3 separate regions of the Mus musculus genome follow, and regions 1 and 3 are each linked to region 2. Evidence: chromatin contacts called from public HiChIP or PLAC-seq and promoter capture Hi-C data. All regions are on one chromosome and are shown on one strand. The core of a region is the stretch at or near the end of the contact, and the rest is flanking DNA. Distances in the headings are between cores, read along the strand shown.

The links. Promoter capture Hi-C pulls out the DNA fragments that hold promoters and counts their contacts. HiChIP or PLAC-seq counts read pairs in DNA pulled down with a chosen protein or histone mark.
Region 1: a contact with region 2 is called in a promoter capture Hi-C map of embryonic stem cells, with 2.4 times the contacts expected there. The contact joins the promoter of 2410003L11Rik here to the promoter of Mrpl45 in region 2. A contact is called at or near these places in 1 of 39 promoter capture datasets (embryonic stem cells) and 2 of 115 datasets of contacts at active chromatin or transcription factors (both in embryonic stem cells).
Region 3: an H3K27ac HiChIP or PLAC-seq map of trophoblast stem cells shows a contact between it and region 2, with 10 read pairs. The contact joins the promoter of Scrn2 here to the promoter of Mrpl45 in region 2. A contact is called at or near these places in 1 of 484 Hi-C or Micro-C datasets (embryonic stem cells), 3 of 115 datasets of contacts at active chromatin or transcription factors (embryonic stem cells, pancreatic cancer cells and trophoblast stem cells) and 2 of 9 other capture datasets (adipose tissue and liver).

The regions. Positions count from the first base shown.
Region 1 is chr11:97,597,140-97,600,599 of GRCm38.p6, reverse strand. It overlaps 2410003L11Rik (RIKEN cDNA 2410003L11 gene), which reads right to left and starts at 2,089. Exons shown (of 4, transcript NR_045496.1): 1 at 1,933-2,089.
Region 2 is chr11:97,314,349-97,317,571 of GRCm38.p6, reverse strand. Mrpl45 (mitochondrial ribosomal protein L45) reads right to left here and starts at 1,856. Exons shown (of 8, transcript NM_025927.4): 1 at 1,633-1,856; 2 at 648-825. The coding sequence starts at 1,698.
Region 3 is chr11:97,028,585-97,031,750 of GRCm38.p6, reverse strand. It overlaps Scrn2 (secernin 2), which reads right to left and starts at 1,799. Exons shown (of 8, transcript NM_146027.2): 1 at 1,696-1,799; 2 at 1,162-1,335; 3 at 690-871. The coding sequence starts at 1,335.

The DNA of each region.
Region 1 (3,460 bases), core at 840-3,339, 280 kb before region 2:
TGGGTCCTGGGGACTGAACTCAGGTCACCAGGCTTGGTGGGGACTGCCTTTACCTGCAGAACCATCTTGTCAACTCTGGTTTTGTTTGTTTTTTTTAAGTAGCACAGGCTGGCATCAATCTTTTTCTCTTTTTTAGATTTATTTATTTTATGTATATGAGTACACTGTCACTGTCTTCAGACACACCAGAAGAGGGCATTGGATCCCATTTCAGATGGTTGTGAGCCACCATGTGGTTGCTGGGAATTGAACTCAGGACCTCTGGAAAAGCAGCTAGTGCTCTTTATCTCTGAGCTATCTCTCCAATCCTGGCATCAACCTCTTTTTGTTATTGTTTTGTTTGTTTTGTTCTGTTTTTGAGACATGATCTCTATACATAGCCATGGCTGTCCAGGAACTCACTCTATAGACTGGGCTGGTCTCAGATTCACAGAGATCTGCCTGCCTCTGCCTCCCAGGTGCTGGCAAAGTGTCAAACTCTTGATCCTTGTGCCTCAGTCTCCGGAGTGCTAAGATTACAGACACATGCTACCAAGTCCAACCTTCATATACATTTATAGTTAAGCTGGTTGAGGTGGCTCCAGCCAATAATTGTACTAATTGGGAAGATGAGGCAGGAGGATTACCATGGGTTTAAGACCAGTCTAATCTACATTGTGAATTCCGGGCCAGTCTAGGCTGTAATTTGAGAACCAATTTCAAAAACAAGCAAAATGAAGGGAGTGGTGGACATCTTTAACCCCTGAACTTGAGAGGCAGAGGCAGGTGGGTCTCTACAGATCAGCATAGTTTACGAGAGGCAGAGGCAGGTCGGTCTCTACAGATCAGCATAGTTTACACACTGAGTTGTAGACTAGCCAGGGATACGTAGTTGTAACCCGAAGGCTTTTCCATGTACGCCCCAGTTGCCGAACAATGACATGGAGGCTTATTTTCTTCTTCTTCTTTTTTTGTTTGGTTGTTTGTTTTTTGAGACAGGGTTTCTCTGTGCAGCCCTGGCTGTCCTGGAACTCACCCTGTAGACCAGGCTGGTCTCGAATTCAGAAATCTGCCTGCCTCTGCCTCCCAAGTGCTGGGATTAAAGGCGTGTGCCACCACTGCCCGGCTGGAGGCTTATTTTCATTTACGATGATTATGGCCTTAGTTTAGGCTTGCTCCCCAACTAGCTCTTAAATTAACTCATTTATACTAAGTTCGGCCACATGGTTGGTTTCCTCTCCTTGCATCATAAGCCTGACTTCCTTCTTGGTGGCGGGTCTTCCGGTACTTGACTTTCCCAGAGTTCCTCTCTCTGCGCTGGATGACCCACCCTCTCTATTCTACCTTCTCCTATAGGCCATAGGCTTTTTATTTTGACCAATCAGAAGGTGCCTTAGGCAGGCAAGGAAGGACAGAGACACATCTTCACACAATGTACAAAAATATCACTCTAACACAGTGAGACCCCGTTTAAAACAAGAGAAAACAACACCCAAATGCCAGCGGAATGACACAGTCAATGAAGTGCTTGCCTTACAAGTCTGAAGCCCGTTAGTTTCCCCAACCCCCGGCAGAACACGAGCAAGATGGCGTGCACGTCCAGTCTCCGCCCCATGTAGCTTCCAGCTAGCTTAGCCCACTTGGGGACACTCCAGGCTTGTGAGACTGTTTCAAACAAACAAAAAAGCAGAAAAGTGTATAATCATATCGTCCAAGGTTATCCTCTGACCTCCGCACATGTGCATTAACATACCTGCACAGATATGCACACAACCCATGTGCAAATAAGCATATACACAAAAATAAAAACAAACGACGCCCCAAGAGAGGGGTCAGCAAGTGAAGACTCTTGCCACCAAGCCAGAGGACCCTAGTTTGGGATCGCCAGGAAGTGTCTTAGCTAACTACTATTCTGTCGCATCGAGACCAAACGCCATGACTACGGTAACTTACGTAAGAAAGCATTTAGTCTGGGGCTCATGATTCCGGAGGGCAGCAGAGTTCATGACCATCGTCTGGAGAAGCATGGAAACAGGCAAGCATGGCTCTAGAGCAGGAGCTGAGAACTTATGTTGAGACAGCAGCCATCAAGGAGACAAGACAGCTAACTGGGTGGGAAAGGCTCTGGGTTTTGAAATCTCAAAGCCAGCTGCCAATGACCCACCTCCTACAGCAAGGCCACACCTCCTAATCCCTCCCAGAAGTCAGCCCAAACTCAGACAAAGCATTCAAATATATGAATCCATGAGGACCCTTCTCACTCAAACCACCACAGGAGAGAACTGCCTTTTCAAGTCCTCTGACCTCTATGCACACACACACACACACACACACACACACACACACACACACACACGGAGTTGGAGAGATGGCTCAGCGGTTTAGAGCACGGACTGCTCTTCCAGAGGTCTTGAGTTCAATTTCCAGCAACCACATGGTGGCTCCCAACCATCTGTAAGAGGGATCTGATGCCCTCTCCTGGTGTGTCTGAAGACAGCAGTGGTGCACCCGTATACATAAAATAAACGCACACACAAAGTATAAATAAATACATAAATAAAAAACAGCAGCACTCAAGAAGGTATGTGCACACACAATAAATAAATGTATTTTTAAAAAGGAACAGAAAATAATTAAATTTATTTTGATATTATTATTATTACTATTTTGGCTCTTTGGTTTTTCATGACAGAATTCTTTGTGTAACTGTCCTGAAACTCACTTTGTAGATCAGTCTGGCCTCAAAATCACATATTCTCATGCCTCTGACTCCTGAGTGCTGGAATTAAAGACATGTGCTATGCTACCATGCTGACTTTATTTTTATTTAAATTGTATGTATGTATGTATGTATGTATGTATGTATGTATGTATGTATGTATGTATATAGACAGCCTTCTTCTGTGTAGCCCTGACTGTCTTGGAACTATAGACCAGGCTGGCCCCAAACTCACAGGGATCGACCTTCCTCTGCCTCCTGAGTATGTAAGCCAATAAGAATTCGACTTTTGACTTGGCAGAGGCAGGCGAATTTCTGAGTTCGAGGCCAGCCTGGTCTACAGAGTGAGTTCCAGGACAGCCAGGGCTACACAGAGAAACCCTGTCTCAAAAAAAAAAAAAAAAAAAAAAAAAGAATTCGACTTTTGATCTGCAAAATGGTTTTCTAGGATGGTTATTGGTGTTGATTCAGCTTATGAAAAATTAGGGGCAGAACTAATATAATTTTTGTTACTTTTTGATATAGGGTCTTGTGTAAGAATGGTACTGTATGCCTGTGTACTAGGGCTACCTTCTTTTTTTTTTTTTTTTTTTTTTTTAGAAATATATTAATTTATTTAAGATTAGGAGACATCTCTTTTTTCATTAATTTCTTTATTCACTTTACATCCCAAACACAGCCCCTCCTCCAATTCCACCTTCAATTTCCTCTCCCTATTATCCCCTCCCTTTCTCCTCAGAGAGGGGGAGCCCCCCTTGGGTA
Region 2 (3,223 bases), core at 607-3,106:
GTCCTAAATTCAAGTCCTAACAACCACATAAAGGCTCACAACTATCTGTACAGGTACAGTTTACTCATATACATAAAATAAATAAATAAATAAATAAACAAATAAGGATGACCTCATGAGCAGGACTAGAGGTACAGCCCTAGGTCTCAGCTACTATTTATGTAGGAGGATCCACCTGTGGTAAAGGCAAAAGGAAAGGGAGAACAGGAGTGTGTAGCTCAGCGGTAGACTGCTTGTTTAGTTCTATATCTAACCCCAAGTTCTGTAAAAACAAAACAAAATTGACTTTTTGAAATATAGTTTATAAAAGTAAATCATTACTGAGGGTGAACTTGGTGGTTCATTCTTTTTTTTAATCTTTTTAAAAAAGACTTACTTATATGAGTACACACTATAGCTGTCTTCAGACACACACACCTGAAGAGGGCATCGGATCCCATTACAGATGGTTGTGAGCCACTAATGGTAGTGAGGTTTCTGGGAATTGAACTTAGTACTTCTGGAAGAGCAGTCAGTACTCTTACCCGCTAAGTCATATCTCCAGCCCCACTTAGTGGTTAATTTATTGCTATCAATCAGAGTCTAAAGCATACACCAGACCTCTGACAATAGAGAACTGAACCAGGATCCCAGAAATAGTTCCTTACCTGTACAGGCCAAATGTATAGGGCGCTCCAACCGTTCCTGTGGAATGACCAATCCCGCTTTCCTGGCATACTCCAAAAACTCCTTCTCTGTTTTGTACTTGGGTTCAGGAGTTGGGGGTCTAAAACGGCTTTTGGTTTTAACTTGAACTACAGTTGTGGACTGAGTCACCAGAATGGGCTGGGAGATGAAAAAAAAAAGTTAGCGTATAGGTGATTTGGAAAGGATAAATCTATCTTGAGCAAACTGTTTGCAAAGTCTTATAGAAAGACATCCCATTAAAGAATGCTTCAGGAGTTATGAAATGACTATTATGGAGAAACGATATTACTTTTTGAACACCTAGGGATGGCTTTTGCCACAAGCCAATTAATAACCTGTATTCACATCAATCAACAGTAAAAACTTTCCTTTAATACATTCTGCAGTACTACTGTATACAGAGATGATTAAAGCAGAGGTCCTAGTGCCAAAGAACTTTCAGTTTAATTGTAAACCTCACTTAACCCATTTCTGAAAAGAGTGGAATGCTATTACTAAAGCATTAAACAAGATCTCCCTGGCATTTCCCCCACACTTCTGTTTTGCTTTTTCAGAAGCAAATTGCTTCTAGCTCCTAACTGACCAATAAACTTTTACGAAGTCAGGTGACCTTTTCCCTCTAGGATAAGACAAAACTCCTATCCTTTTCAAAAAAAAATTTTTTAAGAATGTAAAAGAGCTGGTTCATCTTCCAAGCCATTACTTTCCTTTTTAACATCTTCTCTCCAAAGACTAGAATTAACGTAAAGAAGCTTAATGCTCAGCCTCGTCTAGGCTGTCTAGAGAGACTTGTCTAGAGGGGATCGCATACACCTCAAATTCTTCTCCAGATGAAGTCTGACTCGTATGGTCCAAACTCAGCAACGCCCACAGCATGATTATTCCCCTCTACTCTATCCTCCTCTTTGTGTCCCTAAAAATTTCATTCGCTTCATTTCTACCCACCTGCCGAGACCACCATCCCAAAGTCCTGTATAAGGAGGACAAGCCCCGAGGTACGGGGGCCGCCATTTTGCTCGCGCAAAGGCCGCCGGGATGCTAGCCTAGCCGCAGATCACCGAGCCGGAGAAAAGGCGCAGAGGGCGGAGCGAGCTGGGGAGTGGAATTTTCCAGGGCGCGCGCCCCAGGCCGAAAGGTGAGTCGCGCGCACGCGCACGCTCTCCAGGGGAGGGGCGCGCGGGCACGCGCAGTGGGTTCGCGCGTGCGCAATGAAACCACTTTGGAAGTAGGGTAAACCGCACGGCTGTCACGCGCCAGTCGGAGACGGGGAGAGCCAGCTGCGCCTGCGCAGGAGGCTTCTGTGGGACTCTGGTTGCTGCATTCCTGGTTCCTTAACACATTGTTACACCTTATTTACAATCGGTGAAAAAAACGAAAAAGTGCTTCCCTCTGAAATCAGAAGCCTTTAAGATAAGTGTTTTCTTTCATTACAAGGAATTCACTGGAGGTATTTAGGGCGAAAATGATAGTTTCTGGGTGTGTTTCTGACCTCAAAATGCAGTATAACCTTAAACCTTTAACCAACCTAGTTTTCTATGTGAAAATTCTTTCATACCTTTCCGTTAGGGAAGCTGACCGCTGTGATTACTGAAAAGCAAAAGGCACGTGGGTTAACAAGAATCTGTCATTTCCCAAAACATATCATTTCCAAAAATACCACTTACCAAATTTGGTAATAACTGGTATTTCAAAATTGTTTACTAGGCGCCTGGCAATTTAAGCATTTTACATATATCAACTTAATCCTCACCACAAGCAATAAATATTCCTGCTTTTACATATATGGTTGGGCCAGAGATACTAAATATGTAATTCAAATTTAAACAAATAATTGGCAGAACTGAGAGTCAGGTACATAGAGTTTAACAACTCCAAAATCGCTTCACATTCAGTGGTTAAAGGAATCCCAGTGTGATAACCAGGTCATCCTGGAGCCACACAGACTATGTAACACATCCTAACCCATGTCTGCCTGGCCTCTGCTCAGTTTCTCGGCTACTGCAAGCTAATTCCCTATCAGTACCTAATATGATTTGGTTCACTCTGAGATGGATTCTTAGGTGGTCACTGTTACTTTTGATTAGCTGTTTTGGAAAATTTGAGGCATGGTGGCGCACCCCTTTAGTCCCAGCACTCGGGAGGCAGAGACAGGCAGATTTCTGAGTTCGAGGCCAGCCTGGTCTACAAAGAGAGTTCCAGGACAGCCAGGGCTACACAGAGAAAACCCTCCCTCAGAAAAATACAAACAAACAAAAACTAAAAAAGAAAATAGAAACTATAGAGATGGCTCAGGTGTTAAGAGTCCTTGCTGGGCTGGTGAGATGGCTCAGTGGGTAAGAGCACCCGACTGCTCTTCTGAAGGTCAGGAGTTCAAATCCCAGCAACCACATGGTGGCTCACAACCATCCGTAACAAGATCTGACTCCCTTTTCTGGAGTGTCTGAGGACAGCTACAGTGTACTTACATTAAATAAATAAATCTTAAAAAAAAAAAAAAAAAAGAGTCCTTGCTGCTCTGGCAGAGGACCCAAGTTCG
Region 3 (3,166 bases), core at 550-3,049, 290 kb after region 2:
GCAGTGAGACCCTGTCTCAAAACATAAAATAAAACAAAAACAAACAAACATGAAAAAACAATAATAAACCATATAGTTGCCAAGCTAAGGACTGTGAATTCCATGGAAAGGTCTGGAACACTCTCTCCAAGGAAAAACCGCCTGAACCTCTCCTCAGGCGGGGCTGCCTCACATTTACCAGTTTTTATAAACCGCAACTATGTAATATTTCAATTAACAAAAGTAGTACTGGGCAGTGGTGGTGCATGCCTTTAATCCTAGCACCTGGGAGACAGAGGCAGGTGGATTTCTGAGTTCGAGGCCAGCCTGGTCTACAGAGTGAGTTCCAGGACAGCCAGGGCTACACAGAGAAACCCTGTCTTGAAAAACCAAAAAACAAACAAACAAAAGTTGTACTGAACTATGTGTGGTGGCACACAGGCAGGAGGATCTCTGTGAATTCAAGGCCATCCTGGTCTACAGAGCAAATTCCTGGACAGCCAAGGCTACACAGAGAAACCCTGTCTCAAAACAAAAAGTACTGAAAAAAAAATTAAAGCACTCTAGGCCAAGGGAGGTCCTTTATCAGACTAGGAAGATATAAGACTGCAGCCGCCTTAGAAAGGCCTCAAGGGCAAGGCCAACAGAGACAAGCCCAATAGACTCAGGCTAGGTGGGAGGAAGTGGGGCACTGAAGAGCAGCTCTCTACCTGAGCAGGTCCATACCCAGCAGGGCTTCCCCCTGCCCCACAGGCTCTTTGGTCCACACTGCTTCGTTTCCAATGCAGACACCAAGCTCGTTGGCCCCCATCTCAGCTCCCCACAGCCAAGAGGGGCGGCTCAGAATCACAGCGTGTGTCTTCCCCACCTGTTCCACCTCGATATAGGTACACTGGAGGTAAAGAAGAGAGAGGAAGAATTCAGTGAAAAAAAAAAAAAGACCCAGAACTTACACTGCCCGGACCCTTTGTCAGCCACTTTAAATGGCCCTGAGAAAGGTCTTATTCTCAGGTCACACATAAGTAAACCGAGTTAGCAGAAGCTAACTCCACTCAAGGGTCCAGGTTGGTGGACTGGAACTCCGTACTCGTTCCACTCCATCTGCTCCCGTCCCAGGAGCAAGAAAACGAAGGTCTGGGAATAACGTCTCAACCTTCCAGCTCCTTCTAAGTCCTAACCCACCTGAAGCCGGCTCCCAGGGACGTGAGTGCCTGCTGGTATAAACACCACCTCCTGCACCTCATCTCGGGGCCGGTCTGAGTTCTTTGCAAAGATTACAGCTGGGATGGCTGAGGCCGGGGGCACAGAGACAAAACAGTCGCAGGAACAAGGGGCATCGGGGCTCGACGACGCCATCTGCGAAGAAGTGGAGATGTTCATGTCCCTCAAACCTCTCCACAGTCTTGGCCACCGGTGGGGTGCAGGGCACTCTCCTCCCCACGTGTGCACTCTGAGAAGCCTGACGCTCTGGGACAACAGCACTGTTGTCAAAGCGTGGTGTGCACTAACAATGCACTTGGCTTGGAGTCAGGCGACAGAGCAAACTCTGCAAGTTAAGAGCGTCTGTTTTGGAGTCCTAGCCCTTCCAGGCTGACTTACAGGGTAGTTTCTAGGCACTAAAGCTGGCTCCAAGAATCCCACGCTCCTGCGCATGCCCACATTCACGCGCCTCTTCCGTCCACCCCTTTCCAAGTCCTCAGTGCCTCGGTCTCTCACCCTCTCTGCATCCAAGACCCCCAGGCTCGGTTCCGGGCGCCACTTCCTCCTCTTCAGGTCAGATCTGTTCCCCTGGACCCAGGTTCTCTGGTAGGTGACCTGGAAGGCCTTTGTCCCCGGGGGCGGGGCCGGCACCGGCACAGGACACCTGCAATGTCACCGTCTTCCACGAGGGTGCGCGCTAGCTAGCACCACTTCTTAGAGCTGAGAGACCTTTCAAATCCTGCTTAAGAGTCCCGGGCTTTCTCTACAGCCTTATCAGATAAGAGTCATTAACAGGAGGTGGAGCTGAAGGAGAAAAGAAGCCCTAGTGAAAAGAAAGAATGCATAAAGTAGCCAACACTGCTGGGAGTTCTAGAGATTAAGGGAAAACTTTCACTACCTGCTTCCTGACTTGAATTTCATAAATTACGGTATTGTTTATTTTATTACTGTTTTTGTGTTTTGTTTTTTAGAGACAGGGTTTCTTTGTGTAGCTCTGGTTGTCATGAAACTTGCTCTGTAGAATAGCTTAACCTCAAACTCACAGAGATCCGCCTGCCTCTGCCTCCCAAGTGCTGGGATTAAAGGCGTGCACCACCACCGCCTGGCACTTATTTTACTAATTTTTAAAATTTGTATTTTTATAGGCTAGAGAGATAACTGGGTGCTTCAAAGCTGCCGTTGAGGAGAACATGGGTTCGAGTATCAGCTCACAGCTGTTTGTAATTCGTTTCAGTGAACCTGATGCTCTCTCTGGTCTCCATGGACTCCAGACACACATGTGATGCTCAGGCAGGCACACATACAGGCAAAACATCAAAACGCATAAAATAAGTTTTTTTTCTAAATTTTGTAAATATGTGTGTGGGGATTACATGTAGGGGAAGGCATGTGCCCACAGAAGCCAGAAGAGGGTGATCTATCCCTTGAAGCTGAAATCACAGATGGTTGTGAGCTGCCTGGCATGGGTGGTGGGAACCAAACTCAGGTCTTCTGCAAGATCAATCGTCACTCTGAACTTCTGAACCATCCTTCTGGTCCCTTTTTTATTTTTTTTATTAAAGATTTATTTATTGTATATGAGTACACTGTAGCTGTCTTCAGACACAGCAGAAGAGGACATCGGATCTCATTACAGATGGTTGTGAGCCACCATATGGTTGCTGGGATTTGAACTCAGGACCTCTGGGAGAACAGTTGGTGCTCTTAACGTTGAGCCATCTCTCCAGCCTCCCCTTTTTTATTTTCAACCTTAGATGCCATATCTTTTGAGCTGTGCACCTCGTTTTGTTGTCATTGTTGTACATATTTTACAACTTTGAGAGACTATCTGTGTGTATACATACATGTGTGCAAGTGCACACCACCATGTAGGTGTGCCTTTGTGCAGACTAGAGGTCAGCACTGGGTGTCTTCCTCGGTTGTGCTCCATCTTCTTCTCTGAGTCAGGGCCTCGGATGAAGGCCGAATCTTGTTGATTCTGCTTTGG